Linked DNA regions of Pan troglodytes: region 1 is linked to region 2. The links are chromatin contacts, called in public capture Hi-C maps. All regions are on one chromosome and are shown on one strand. Each heading gives the region's core, a stretch centred on a gene start, on an enhancer-like site or on the middle of the called end of the contact. The rest is flanking DNA. Distances are from core to core; before and after follow the strand shown.

The links. Capture Hi-C pulls out chosen DNA fragments and counts their contacts.
Region 1: a contact with region 2 is called in a capture Hi-C map of stem cell-derived neural stem cells, with 3 times the contacts expected there. The contact joins two enhancer-like sites. A contact is called at or near these places in 2 of 7 Hi-C or Micro-C datasets (both in induced pluripotent stem cells) and 1 of 1 other capture datasets (stem cell-derived neural stem cells).

The regions. Positions count from the first base shown.
Region 1 is chr4:140,009,796-140,016,909 of NHGRI_mPanTro3-v2.0_pri, reverse strand. No RefSeq gene overlaps it. Among named protein-coding and RNA genes, the nearest start is that of SPRY4, 30 kb to the left of the region's middle. Within about 2 kb of position 4,574, at least 3 of the 24 cell types and tissues checked have an H3K27ac peak or open chromatin away from gene starts, as enhancers often do. A contact at or near this core is called in stem cell-derived neural stem cells, where this site is marked.
Region 2 is chr4:139,882,987-139,890,276 of NHGRI_mPanTro3-v2.0_pri, reverse strand. No RefSeq gene overlaps it. Among named protein-coding and RNA genes, the nearest start is that of NDFIP1, 60 kb to the right of the region's middle. Within about 2 kb of position 5,481, at least 4 of the 24 cell types and tissues checked have an H3K27ac peak or open chromatin away from gene starts, as enhancers often do. A contact at or near this core is called in stem cell-derived neural stem cells, where this site is marked.

The DNA of each region.
Region 1 (7,114 bases), core at 3,325-5,824, 130 kb before region 2:
TCGCTCAAACTCAGGAGACAGAGGTTGCAGTGAGCAGAGATTGTACCATTGCACTCCAGCCTGGGCGACAGAGCAAGACTCCATCTCAAATAAATAATAATAATAATAAATAAATAAACAATAAACTTCAGTTCCTTCTCATTGGTTTTAGGAATAAAGTCAGACTTCTTACTGAAGCCTGTAAGACCCTACCTAATCTAGCCCTGCCTACCTCCATCCTCTCCCACCCTTATCTTGTGCCCCTTCCCACACCTCCTATAACTCTCTCAAGAAGCTAGGCAGCCCTTTCCTGCTTCTGAGCCTTCCTGCTTCAGAAGCTCTTGCTTCTGCCAGGAATACTCCATAGTCCTCCACTCCCTTACCCACGGCTCACTCCTTCTTACCCTCAGGAAGGTAAGAAGGCCTTCCTGGGCTGCCCTGATATTCTCTTTGCTGTCCTTATTTCCTTTGCTGTCCTTATTTCAATTTGCAATTATATCACACATGTGCTCATTACTTTATTTGCTATCTGTCTTTTCCCCTTCAAAGGCAGTTTTATTTTTATTTGCTTATTTTTTATTTATTTATTTATTTTTGAGATGGTGTCTTGCTCTGTCACCCAGGCTAGCGTCTGCTCACTGCAACCTCTGCCTCCTGGGTTCAAGCGATTCTCCTGCCTCAGCCTCCTGAGTAGCTAGGATTACAGGCGCCCACCACCACGCCCAGCTAATTTTTGTATTTTTAGTAGAGACGGGGTTTCACCATTGTGGCCAGGCTGGCTTAGAACTCCTGACCTCAAATGATCCGCCCACCTCGGCCTCCCAAAATTCTGGGATTACAGGCGTGAACCACTGCATCAAAGGCAGTTTTATTCACTGCTCTATCTGCAGGTTCTAGACACTACCTAGTTATCCATATTGGTTATCACTATATTGACTATCAGTACTTTTTTCTTTTCTTTTAATGAATGAACCCCTCCCCCACTGATAGACATTTACATTGCTTCCACATTTTTTCGATCACAGCCACTGTGGCAGACACCTTGGTTGATAGCTATCCTTCATTTTTTATTGCTGCCCCACGTTTGTTCTGGAGTTCACCCCCTTCCCATGTGACTCAGGGAAGAATAACCCTATTCACGTCTCCAGCTGTAAAACCCAGAGGAGTCTTAACAAATGTGACTGTACCAGGTGTTGGCATGTGATGCAGTGCAGGCCGATGGGAGGTGAGGGGAAATCTGGGGGGACTTCTGGGAAGTTTCTTTGTTTTGTTTTTTTTTTTTTTGAGATGGAGTTTTGCACTTGTTGCCCCAGGCTGGAGTGCAATGGGGCGATCTCGGCTCACCGCAACCTCTGCCTCCTGGGTTTAAGCAATTCTCCTGCCTCAGCCTCCCAAGTAGCTGGGATTACAGATGCACACGATCATGCCCGACTAATTTTGTATTTTTAGTAGAGATGGGGTTTCTCCATGTTAGTCAGGCTCGTCTCAAACTTTCGACCTCAGGTGTTCCACCCACCTCAGCTTCCCAAAGTGCTGGTATTACAGGCATGAGCCACCACGCTGGGTGAGCTGGATAATTTTTATGACTGGCAGCCAAAGGCTTCCTAACTTACAGAGCTAGTACATTTTTCTATTTCTTTACAAGGCTGGTGTTTAGAATTATCATAGGGTTGGGAAGGTCATAACTCATTGAATTGTGTATATTAAATATGCACAGCTTTTTATATGTCAATCATACCTCAATAAAGTTATTGGAAAAAAATTCACCTTGACTATAAGTACAATAAGTCACTATTTTTTGTTGTTGTTTTTTAGAGACAGGGTCTCACTCTGTCACCAGGTTGGGGTGCAGTGGCACAATCATAGCTCACTGCAGCCTCAAACTCCTGAGCTCAAACAGTCCTCTCACCTCAGCCTCCGGAGTAGCTAGGAATACAGGTGTGTGATACCACACCCGGCTAATTTTTTTTTTTTTTTTTTTTTTTTTTTGAGATGGAGTCTTGCTCTGTTGCCCAGGCTGGAGTGCAGTGGCGCAGTCTTGGCTCACTGCAACCTCCACCTCCTGGGTTCAATCGATTCTCCTGCCTCAGCCTCCCAAGTAGCTGTGATTACAGGTACCTGCCACCACACCTGGCTAATTTTTTTTTTTTTTTGAGATGGAGTCTTGCTCTGTTGCCCAGGCTGGAGTGCAATGGCGTGATCTTGGCTCACCAGAACCTCTGCCTCCCAGGTTCAACCGATTCACCTGTCTCAGCCTCCCGAGTAGCTGGGACTACAGGCGTGAGCCACCATGTTTGGCCCTAATTTTTTTTTAATTGATTTTTTTACATTGCTATGTTGCCCAGGCTAATAAGTCACCATTAAAAACCCTTCCTGAGATTTTCCTTGGAATTAATGTCACAAAGACATGTTTTAAATGGCTCAATGACTATTTTGTAGACAACCATATTCAGCTCTATATGGTCATCTGCAGCATTCAGAGGGTTTGGCTACTAGACTGCCCATAGGTAGTGGCTATTCCCCTCGCCAACCCCTGACTCAGGTAGAAGAAATGGAAGAGGAGTTCTAGGGTTTTTCAAAGTGTGTTCTATTAGTTCTTTTAACAACCCCCTTTTTCTCAAAGGCAAGGGGGAGGGCACAGAGCTTCAACTTCTAAAATCTTCCAAAGTGGATCACATGGAATGTTGTCTCTAAAATCAAAATCATATTTTCCTTGTAACTCCAGGAAGGAGGGGGAAGTCAGATCTTAAACAGGTCTCAAATTAGAAACAGTCCCCCCTCCCTCCATGTTATACAGCCCAAGTCTTTCTCTTGTGGACTTTCAGACTGGAGCCCTGCCAAAAATGTGAGCAAGAATTTGGCCCATTGTTACTTTAAATATCCTGTGTCGCAGGCCATCTAGGAATGTCTAAGTATGGGAATTTTCCTTTTGAGGTCTGGGATGTAGATATAAATAAACCATTTGTTGGATTCTGTCTCCATCCTGCCTCTCCTAGCTTCAGTGGCCATGAATAAGCCAGCCTTGTAAATAACGGTTACCAGCCCACTCCATGGGGGAGGCCGGAAGCGGAATCCATTAGGATCATTTCCCTTTACTCTTTAACAATAACTTATCCAGGCCAGGCGAGCTGGGGAGTAGCTATTTCCAAGGCTGCCCCACACGTCTCTTGAAAACGCAGTCTGGGAGATCATGGTTTAACCTGATTCATTCTGGCCCTTCTGCCTCCATGTTAAAGTTTGAAGAGCTCATATTTCTGGTAGACTGAATAAGAAGAAAGCTTTATTCCCATCTTCCTTACCACCTCTTCCCCAAAAAGGATCTGCTGAAGTTAGCAGATGACACAGATGACCTGGTGGAGGCAGTTTGTAGCTGTCTCTCACCTTCTAGCTCTGACTTCCCCAAGTTTCTCTGACCTTGGGATAAGAAAAAACCCAAGAACCTGCAAGCAGTGCTTTGACACTAAAGGAGTCTCCCCACATCTCAGTTTCCCCATCTGGAAAATGGGGGTAATAATGACCTCTCTCACATGGACTCTTGTCAGAGGTCAGTGAGAGTCTGTGTATAGCATTTACCATGAGGTAAGAACTCAATAAAGGAAAGACAACATAGAGCTGAGGGAGAAGGAGGAGGAGAGGGAGACAGAAATAGAGAAACGGAGGGCAGACAGACGGGGAGAACCACAGTGATATGTGGGGTGGGGACAAATTAAGAGCACAGATCTAGAGAGACACAGGAAGGCAGAGGCTGAGATGATGTGAGAAGCTCTCGAGGGGAAAAGGAGGGACAAAAGTGGCTTTCTCTCTTGCATAGAGTTGATAAAGCTCCCCAGAGTCCCCACTGCCTGCTGATAAAGGGTCAGGGAAGCTCCACAGCTGAAAAAGGAAAAATTATAACTCAGATCCTCTTATAGTAAGCAGAGATCCAAACAAGAGCAGAGGTAGTGCCTGCTGACTGGCCTTCCCCGAGGGCCTTACAGCTGGTCAACCAGGTCAAGGTCAACCAGGTCAACTAACCTTGACTGAGGGCCCAGTATGTACCAGGCACAGGCCTGGGCTCAGGCTGTGTAAGGAGCAAGACCATCATGGAGGGTGCATACATTCTAGAGTGAAGGAGGCAGACAAGAAGCAGGTACGTAAGAAATAGATGGTCAGGATAATTTTAAAGAGTAAAAAAATGCTGCAGGGAAATTAAGTCCGGTAACAAGGTAGCAAATGATGCAGGTAGTGGTCAGGGAAGGCCTCTCTTAGAAAGTGATGTTTGAGCTGAAACCTGGTTTGAAATTTGGAGATCTGAGCCTCAACTGTGGTTTTTCCTAGCAGGCTTCCCGGACTTAGTCCTTACATGCACATGCACACCGTAAAAGAGACCAAAGAAAAATCTGCAAGAATTGCTCAAATAACACAAGACGGGGATGAACTGGATCTACAGGTCTAGAGTTTTTCAGAACTAAAGACGCCTGTCACACGGCTTAAGCAAAAGAGCAGGAAGGGGCTGCCAGGCCTCTGGGAAGACCTCCCTGGGGAGGGAGCAGGCAGACAAATGGCCCGGATAGAGATCCCCCGCTACGTGATGTTTTCCTTCCTAATGATAGCGCCCAGCTCACTGAATCACCCGGGCTTCCTCTAACAGCGGAGAAACTTCACACTTCCCAGCCCTGCAGGCCCCCAACCCACCTCTGCCTTTGCCAGGGACCACAGGACCGTGATCTACATACAAAGAAAAGCCCAGGGATGGGGGGTTCAAGGGGAGCCAGGGGAAGAGTTCCAGGCAGGAAGCCTCTCCTTGACCCAGGAATACAAACCGGGTTGGAACTGCTGCCTTCAGGTCAAAGCTGCCAAAACAAAGTTAAAGGTGTAAAAACAAAGTGAGAAGGTCACACAGCTATGGGCCTCTCTCTCTGGAACCCAGGGGTGGGGGTGAGGCGTGTGTGTGAAAAAGACTTGACTAAAAAGCACTTTTCAACCATTTTAACCACAGATGTCCCTCCACTGCGATAAAAGAGCGTGAGAAGGGTGGGTGCCCAGCATTCGGTGGCTGCTTTCATTCATTCCGTAAACACGTATTTTTACATGTTTTAACCAAGCCGAAGTCTCGGTTTCTCTCCCAGACTGCTTTTCCTACAGCTTTCCTCATCTCAGTAAAGATTCAATTTACCTGGTAGCTCAGGCCGAAAATCTTGGGCTCATTCTTGGCTTCTTTATTTCCTACCCTACATCTGATCCAGCAGCAAAATCGTATTGAAAATTTTTTATTTTTATTTTTATTTTTTTTGAGACAGAGTCTCGCTCTGTTGCCCAGGCTGGAGTACAGTGGCACGATCTCGGCTCACGGCACGCTCCACCTCCCGGGTTCACGCCATTCTCCTGCCTCAGCCTCCCGAGTAGCTGGGACTACAGGGGCCCGCCGCCACGCCCGGCTAATTTTTTGTGTTTTTAGTAGAGATGGGGTTTCACCGTGTTAGCCAGGATGGTCTCGATCTCCTGACCTGGTGATCTGCCCACCTCGGCCTCCCAAAGTGCTGGGATTACAGGCATGAGCCACCGTGCCCGGCCGTGTATTGAAAATTAAAGGTGTACATTCAAATGATTGGATCTGTTCTCACCACCTCTGCCAAAACAGATCCAGAATCCTATCAGTTCCCACCATCTCCACATCTGCCACCATCCTCCAAGCCACCATTCTCTCTCTGGGTTATCTCTAAACAGGTCTCCCCCTGCCTCCCCGAGGGAATCAGCTGGGAGCGTTTACCAGCAGGGTGGCCTTGGGCTACTTCACCCCTCTGCTCTTCAGTCTCTGCATCTGAACAGGGGAGAAAGTAACGGTACCTCCCTCATGAGACACTTGTGAAAATGACATAAAAGAAGTCACAGCCTTCCAAGAGTGCCTGGCATAGGAAGTCCTAGCATTCTGATTTGTCTATTGTTTCACTTACCACACTGGTTGTTTAACAGTCATCTCCTCTGGCTGGGCGGGGTGGCTCACGCCTGTAATCCCAGCATTTTGGGAGGCCAAGGCGGGAGGATCACATGAGGTCAGGAGTTGAAGACCAGCCTGACCAACATGGAGAAACCCCATCTCTACTAAAAAATAAAATAAAATACAAAATTAGCCAGGGGTGGTGGCACATGCCTATAATCCCAGCTACTCAGGAGGCTGAGGCAGGAGAATCGCTTGAACCCAGGTGGTGGAGTTTGCAGTGAGCCCAGATTGTGCCATTGCACTCCAGCCTGGGCAACAAGAGCGAAACTCTGTCTCAAAACAAAGCATAACAGTCATCTCCTCTCATTAGATTGGGTGGCGCTGGGAGGCTGGAGCCATACCTAACACCTAGCACAAAATCAGAAGTTACTCCTCCGCTCAACCCCCTCTCCCCCACATCCCCATGGCTTCTCTTTTCCTTTAAAACAGTGTCTAAAGTCCACGTAGTGGCCCATAGGCTCCAAGTGACCTGTCCCTGACTGTATCTCTTCCACCCACCCTACCTCTTACTCACTTCCTTCCTGCCACATGGCCTTCCTCAGGGTCCTTCCATCATACCAGCATGTTCTGTCTCCGGGCCTTTGGATGTGCTGATCCTTTGGTCTGGAAAGCTCTTTGGCCACATATTTGCATGGCTCACCACTCCTTCACTTCATTCAGGTCTTTGTTTAGTTGCTACCTCCTCAGAAAGGCCTTATCTATTTTTTTTTTCTTTTTTGAGACAGAGTCTGGCACTGTCACCCAGGCCGGAGTGCAGTGGCATGATCTTGGCTCACTGCAACCTCCACTTCTCAGGTTCAAGCGATTCTCCTGCCTCAGCCTCCTGAGTAGCTGGGATTACAGGCACTCACCACCACGCCTGGCTAATTTTGTATTTTTAGTAAAGACAGAGTTTCACCATGTTGGCCAGGCTAGTCTCAAACTCCTGTCCTTAGGTGATCTGCCTGCCTTAGCCTCCCAAAGTGCTGGGATCACAGGCGTGAACCACTGTGCCCGGCCAGAAAGGGCTTATCTGACCTCCCTGTCCAAAATAGTCCACCTTTCAACCTCCCACCTCCCCTTAGCCTAGTTTATATTTCATCACTACCTGCTCTTATTTTATATTTACATTTTTTACTTTAGGTGTTTATTGTCTGTCTTGTCTACTAGAATGTA
Region 2 (7,290 bases), core at 4,232-6,731:
TGAATGCTCCTGCATCACGCAAAACTTTGGTTAAATACATTCGTTGTTTTTCTATTGTTAATCTGTCTTTTGTTATAGGGGTGTTGGCCATAAACCTTGAGATAGGTGAGGAATATATATCCCTTTTCTTTCCTTATCCCTTTTCTTCCCTACAATATTCATTCAAGACATTCAAACTGAGAAAGTCAGTTCAAAATAATAAACTTTCGAAGTTGTGTCTTACCCCAAGAGACAAGTACTTAATGTACCCCATTAGTTCTATTTTTTATTGTATGAATTCATACAAAACTATTCTGACAATGATCAAGGATGTTTCCAGGACCTGCTCTCACACGTTCCCTCACCCCCACCAGCTTTTGGCAAAGATAGTTGACTAAATACCACTAAATAGTGGCTTTTTTTTTTTTAACAATGACCTTATTTTATCTTTTAACTTTAACTGAGTCTTATATATAGACCTGCCCAACTGGAAAGCTTTTACACATGCTTCAGAATGCGGCAGTATTGCACAATGGTTTGGGGCAGGTTCTGTGGTTAAACATGGGATGGAACCCCAGCTCTACCTGGCTCAGCTGTACGGCCCTGAGCAAGTGACTCAACATTCCTACACATGGGGACCCCCGCTGGAAAATGGAGATGGTAACAGGTACCAGCCTCACACCTAGGAGGCGCTCACTTCATGCTCACTGCTAAGTTTCTTCTGTTTGTCCTGACTTTACAGCTTTCCCTAATTGCAATTCCCTGCTACAAACATCACAGATGGAGAACACATGGAGGGAACAAATGTTAGGTAGCCTGCTGAACCCTAGGGCCAAGTTCACCAGTAATCCTACTAGATTTTAGCATCATAATTCCTCTATCTGGCATGGCTCCACCATCAGGGCCCAGATGACCAAAGACACCCAGGAAGGGAATGAAGACTTCCTGTTGTTTAAAACTGTCCTTCTGTCTGTACTTCACTGCCCTCAGCAAACTGCCACTCCACAGCCATATGATCCTGATTCACTTCCTCTGCTTCCACAGCCAACATCTTCTCAGCACCAGAGAGAAACCTAATTCGCCCTTACTCCTGGGTTGCTTTCCATGTTGTCCTCAAGGTGCCTTGGGCATGGGCCACCAGTAAGGATTCACCCAGTGAGGATTCAGCTGTCACCTAGAAACTCAAAGTCTTCTCCCCATTGAAAGCTGTTGAGCTCACCTAGGCGGGCTCAAACCAGCTGACATCTGCCCTTTCAGCTAAAAACCTGCTTGCCGCAATAATCAAGATATTTCCACAACATAACTTGATGGGGAGGGGAGGGGACATTAATCACAGATTATTAAATGATGGTATGGTCAGGTGATGGAATATGACTCAGCCACTTAAAACAATGTGACTAGAGACTATGAAAAAAGATGTTCAAGACAAGGGGAGTGAAACAAAAAGCAGAGTCAAAAGAATTTGCACAGGTGCTCTGGACTGAATTGCATCCCCCCCAAATTCATGTGTTGAAGCCCAGGCCCCCTCAACGTGACTGTAATTGGAGACAGGGCCTGTGAGAAGGTGATAAAGGTTAAACGAGCTGGGATCCTAATCCCATAGGGTTAGTGCCCTTATAAGGAGAGGAAGACACATCAGAGCTCTCTCTCTGCCATGTGAGAAGGCCGCCATCTGCAAGCCAGGAAGAGAGGCCTCACCAGGAGCCAAATCGGCTGGCACCTTGATCTTGGACTTCTCAGCCTCCAGAACTGTGAGAAAATAACTTTCTGTTGCTTAAGGCACCTAGTCTGTGGTATTTTGTTATGGCAGCCCAAATTGACTAATGAGACAGTGAAATGCAATTTAAAAGTTAAAAAAAAAAAATTTCCCCTGCATGTGTGTTTATCTATTTTCTACCTGTATACATATGCAGGCACTGAAAACAGACTAGAAGTAGATACACCAAAATGTTCACAGGGGTAATCAGTGCATGGTGGAGTTAGGGATAATTATTTTATTCATTTTGCCTGTCAGTATTTTCAATAATGGCCATGCATTACTTTTAGAGATGGGGGGAATTAATTCTAGAAGAACGTTAAAGCTTGCCTCTCCCCTCACGTCTTCTTTGGCTTGAGTCACATCTCACAGAGAGAAAGACCAAGGCACGCTGCACCAATGAGCTCCCCGAAGTCATGCTTCCCCTCCCATGTCGTGCTGGCATTCTTTCTCCGAAGAAGAGAATGAGTTTCTAGACAGCAGAGCGGGCCCTTCTCAGGGCCAGGATGGTCCTGGCAGCAGTCGTTCTCTAACACATCACGACATGTGTTTCCAGTAACTCTGTTTGTGGCCGCTTTCTTATCACTCCTCCAGTGACCTTTGCTGGTTGCAGACTTACCGACTGGAGCCAGGTGGATTTGTTTGATTTTTGTTGATGGTTATTAGGAAGAGGAAGTGCCAGAAGGGATTACCTCAAGTTTAAACCTATTTCCAGCAGAGTCCCAGGGCCTTTAATTACACATGTTGGGTCTGTTTGGTAAAGAAGTGGTCAAAGATGTGCTTTTTATCTCCCTAGGAATCTCCTGCGACTGGCAGCATTCCATTTGTGCCTGATGTTCCTGTAAACTCCAGCCACAACTCCTGTGGGGAGGAGGGGCTGCTGTGGAGAATGGGATATGAAGTTGAAAGCTGGTGAGAGACTTTTTTTTTTTTTTTTGAGACGGAGTTTCTCTCTTGTTACCCAGGCTGGAGTGCAATGGCGCAATCTTGGCTCACTGCAACCTCTGCCTCCCAGCTTCAAGCAATTCTCCTGCCTCAGCCTCCTGAGTTGCTGGGATTACAGGCATGCGCCATCACACCTGGCTAATTTTGTATTTTTAGTAGAGATGGGGTTTCTCCATGTTGGTCAGGCTGGTATTGAACTCCCAACCTCAGGTGATCGACCTGCCTTGGCCTCTCAAAGTGCTGGGATTACAGGCGTGAGCCACCATGCCCGGCCACGTATCTGGGAGTTAAAAGCACCATATCTGGGAGTTCTTGGCCAGGCCGTGTCATATTGTCATTCCTGACAATAGAGGAAGATTAGAACTGCACCTGACAATAGAGGAAGATTAGAACTGCACCAGAATTTTGTTTTCTGGACCGCACTATTGCAGTCCCCAGAAGAGTGTCACGGGTCAGCCACTGCTGAACACAAGGATGAGGACAGTCGGAATGCTAAATGCCCAGCCCACCCAGCCCAGTCCAAAAGCAGCCTTTTTTTTCCTTTTTCTTTTATTTTTTTTTCTTAGTGAAATAGTAACAGACCATAGGGAGGCAATAGCTGTCTCTGGGACTATCAAGACACCAGCTCAGCTGCGCAGCAGACAAATGTCATTTTTCTGATACAGGTGGCCCTAATCAGAGAGATCCTACTACAGCTGGTGCTCAGAAATAACCTTTCCCACTCTCTGATTTACCCAGGCAAGTGAAAGAAGACAGACTCCAGGATTACATTCTCCAGAGCATGAGTATGTTGCTCTTCTTGATCTAACTTGCTGGTTAGAGGGATTGTCAAATTATAAAGTTGGTTAAGGTCCAAGATTAAAAAGTTTAATATGTAAAATGCAATTTTATTGGGGAGGATAATGAGGATGCTTCGTTACTGAGGGTCTTGGCATATTTTGGAGTAACAGTGAGGTCAATAAATTAGGAACTATTCCTCAGATGCTTTTATTAAAGACACAGCAATATAGGTCAAATGCACGTACAATTTCAGATAATAAGATTCCAATTTTTCCTTCAGCTTATGCCCCAGAGGGTATGGAATTTAGAGAGGAACATTTAGTTAAAATGGAAACATGAACAAGTGGGCTTTTCGTTGGAGGCCTTTTTCATCCTAGGCTGAGGGACCTTACTGCACAATTCTGCCCCTGGAAGGTTACTTCATCCACAACCCTCAATATCCCAGCAATATCCTTTCAGCAAGAGCACACAGAACACAGATTCTTGCCCCAGTCACTGGAATCCTTCAACCCCCTCAAGGAGAGCTAAGCAACATTCTTTTTCTTGGCATCATTGCCTCATTAGAGCAACTAAAACAGGTCCTGAAAGATATAGGGCATGGCCTCCACCATAAGAGTGCCTTCCCTGGAGTCAAACCCAGCCTCCTCTCTGATGATCTTAGCACCACTCTCCATGACCCTAGCCTGTCCCTGTGCCAGAAGGGCTGTCTGGGGTGGGTGGCATGAGGGGGTATTTTAGTTTACCCACAATTCTGCTGCAATATAGACATGTAGTCTTTAAATCACACATTAGGGTTTTTTAAAGCATGGCACCAATACACTGATGGCACTCTACATGATATTAAGTAGTATTAAAACATAGCATTTTTTTTTTTTTTCTGAGATGAAGTCTCCCTCTGTTGCCCAGGCTGGAGTACAGCGGTGCAATCTCGGCTCACTGCAACCTCCGCCTTCCAGGTTCAAGCGATTCTTTCCCTCTGCCACCCGAGTAGCTGAGGCTACAGGCACGCACCACCGCACCTGGCTAATGCATTTTTCATTTTAATGGTTATGTAGTTATTTTAGTGTGGATTCAAGAAAAAAAATTAGCACATCAATGGTTTTTCCATGGCTATTATTTAGGAATGAGGGTAAGAAATAACACATTTAATTAAAAATTTTAAATGGTAGGTAACTTAATAGCATAGGTGATATATAAATAGGGCAAAATTCATGAAGGCTACACTTTGGGGAAAAGATGGCCACAGTTTAGGAAAAAGAGCCACCCATCCCACTCTGTGGCAGTTGGACAAATTAACCAATGTATATGAAACACTTGATAAGTATATTAAAATGCCAAAGACAGCCTTCCACAGTGCTAACAGACATGGAATCAGAAAGTTGAAGTTCCGATCGTAGCTCTATCATTTACTTAGCTCTGTGATCATGGGCAAATTATAACTCTTTTAGAAATAAAAATTCCTATCTCATAAGATTTTCTGAGAATTAAATGTGATAACATTTATAAAGCATTCAGCACAGCACCTGGCATATAGCAAGTGCTTAGAAAGTAGGAGTGATTATAATTGCAAAGGCCTCATTTCTAAAGTAGGCTACCCATGTATCTGCCCTGAAGATTACCCTCAAAGAAGATGCAGCCCGAATAGTACAAGAACATTTAGTCCTTTGATTCATAGGTCAGCTCCCAGAGAAATATGCATGCAGACACATTTGCAAACCCCAAAACTGCATACAATTTTAAGACATTAACAGGCCCCCAATTGACACCTCCTTTAACCATAACCCGCACTGACTATACACCTGGTAAACTAAGATGGAAAACCAGGGTAACAAGAGGTATCTCCAACTACTTCCACCATAGGGAGGCCTGGACTCATCCCACCTTCCGGGTGCATTCCTAAGACTGACTGGTTCTCTTTGGGTGCCTCTTAGTACACAGGCTATCACAGCTTTATTCTCTATGTGGGCAGAATGCAAATAAGGTCTTGAGGGCCCCCCCGACACCCTCATCCCCAGTAACTGGCTTGTTCTCCCTGCCCTGGCTCAGCGTAGTACAGCCCAACCTTGCAATTTAACTCAGTGCTGATGGAGTTGGGTAAACTGAAGTGCCTAGCAAATGTACGTGGAAAACCACGGTCCCTGATAAGCTGCTGATACGGTGTGCTTGTGCTTCCGCCAGTTCTATTTAAACACTGATAGACCCTTGGGCAAACAAGAAGCCTTTTGTGCTCTGAGCATCCACAACTGCCATCCTGAGCCCAATCTGGACATGAGCAAGCCTCACAGTGGGTGGAAGTGAGGGTGGGGAAGAGACAAACTTTTCCTGCTTTTTATCAGATACATGCACACAGGCAAGACCAAGCTGATCTTCAAACCTGGGGGCCCCAATCTTTCCCCACACTCCCTACCCTACCTCACAGTGATCTCTTAACAATGGAGATTTAGAAAAATTTTTCTTTTTCTTTTTTTTTTTTTTTTTTGAGTCAGAGTCTGGCTCTGTCACCCAGGCTGGAGTGCAGTGGCGCAATCTCGGCTCACTGCAAGCTCTGCCTGCCGGGTTCAGGCCATTCTTCTGCTTCAGCCTCCTGAGTAGCTGGGACTACAGGCTCCCGCCACTATGCCCGGCTAATTTTTTTTGTATTTTTAGTAGAGACGGGGTTTCACCGTGTTAGCCAGGATGGTCTTGATCTCCTGACCTCGTGATCCGCCCGTCTCGGCCTCCCAAAGTGCTGGGATTACAGGCGTGAGCCACCGCGCCCGGCCTAGAAAAAATTTTCTAGAAAATGCACTGTAGTGTTTGTAAAGTTCTACTTTTTTTTTTTTTTTTTTTTTTTTTTTTGAGATGGAGTCTCACTTTGGAGTGCAGCGGTGTGATCTCTACTCACTGCGAACTCTACCTCCTGGGTTCAAGTTTCTCCTGCCTGAGCCTCCCAAGTAGCTGGGACTACAAACGCGTGCCACCATGCCCAACTAATTTTTGTATTTTTAGTAGAGATGGGGTTTCACCATGTTGGCCGGGCTGGTTTCGAACTCCTGACCTCGGGTGATCTGCCCACCTCGGCCTCCCAAAGTGCTGGGATTACAGATGTGAGCCATCAGGCCCAGTAAATTCAAAAAATTGTACTTTTGAATTTAATTTTTTTTCTTGAATATTAATGTGGATTAGAGACTTGCTCATGAAAATTTGATTCTGGCCAGGCAGTTTGGTCATCACCTGGGAAGTTTTTACAAATGCAGAATCACAAGCCCCAGCCTAGACCTCCTAAACTAGAACCTGCATTTTATTAAGCTTCCCAGGTAGTTTGTATGCATATTAAAGTGTGAGAAGGACTAGGTTCGAGCATTTATGTATAAGGCTACTAGAAAGGTATATTGATAACAGTAAATGATTATAGCTTCCTTTCAGATTTGCAACAGATTTTGATCTAAATATTGAGTATAAAAAATAAAAGTTAAATTTAAAGGATGAGACTGATAACAGTCATAACTTCTCAAATCTAAATGAATATTTCCTGCAGATAACTCAATATATATGACCTCAACTGGGCAGCTTTACTCACTCTTCTCTAACATAAAGACACACTCTTCCCATGAAGGTTCACATCTGTATACATTACAATTGCTGGCATTTTAAGAGGCTAATAAACACTCTATTTTGCGCTATTGACAGAAGGCAGATTTCTAAAAATCAGAGTTAAGATGTTCCATAATAAACATGGGTTAACTTTGTAAAATAAAAAGGGGTGGGGGCAGGGATGATGGTAGGGGGAGAAGTATTGGTTAGTGGTCAAGAATGTCTTGATTTGGATTCTTGCTCCGTCCACCGGGTGA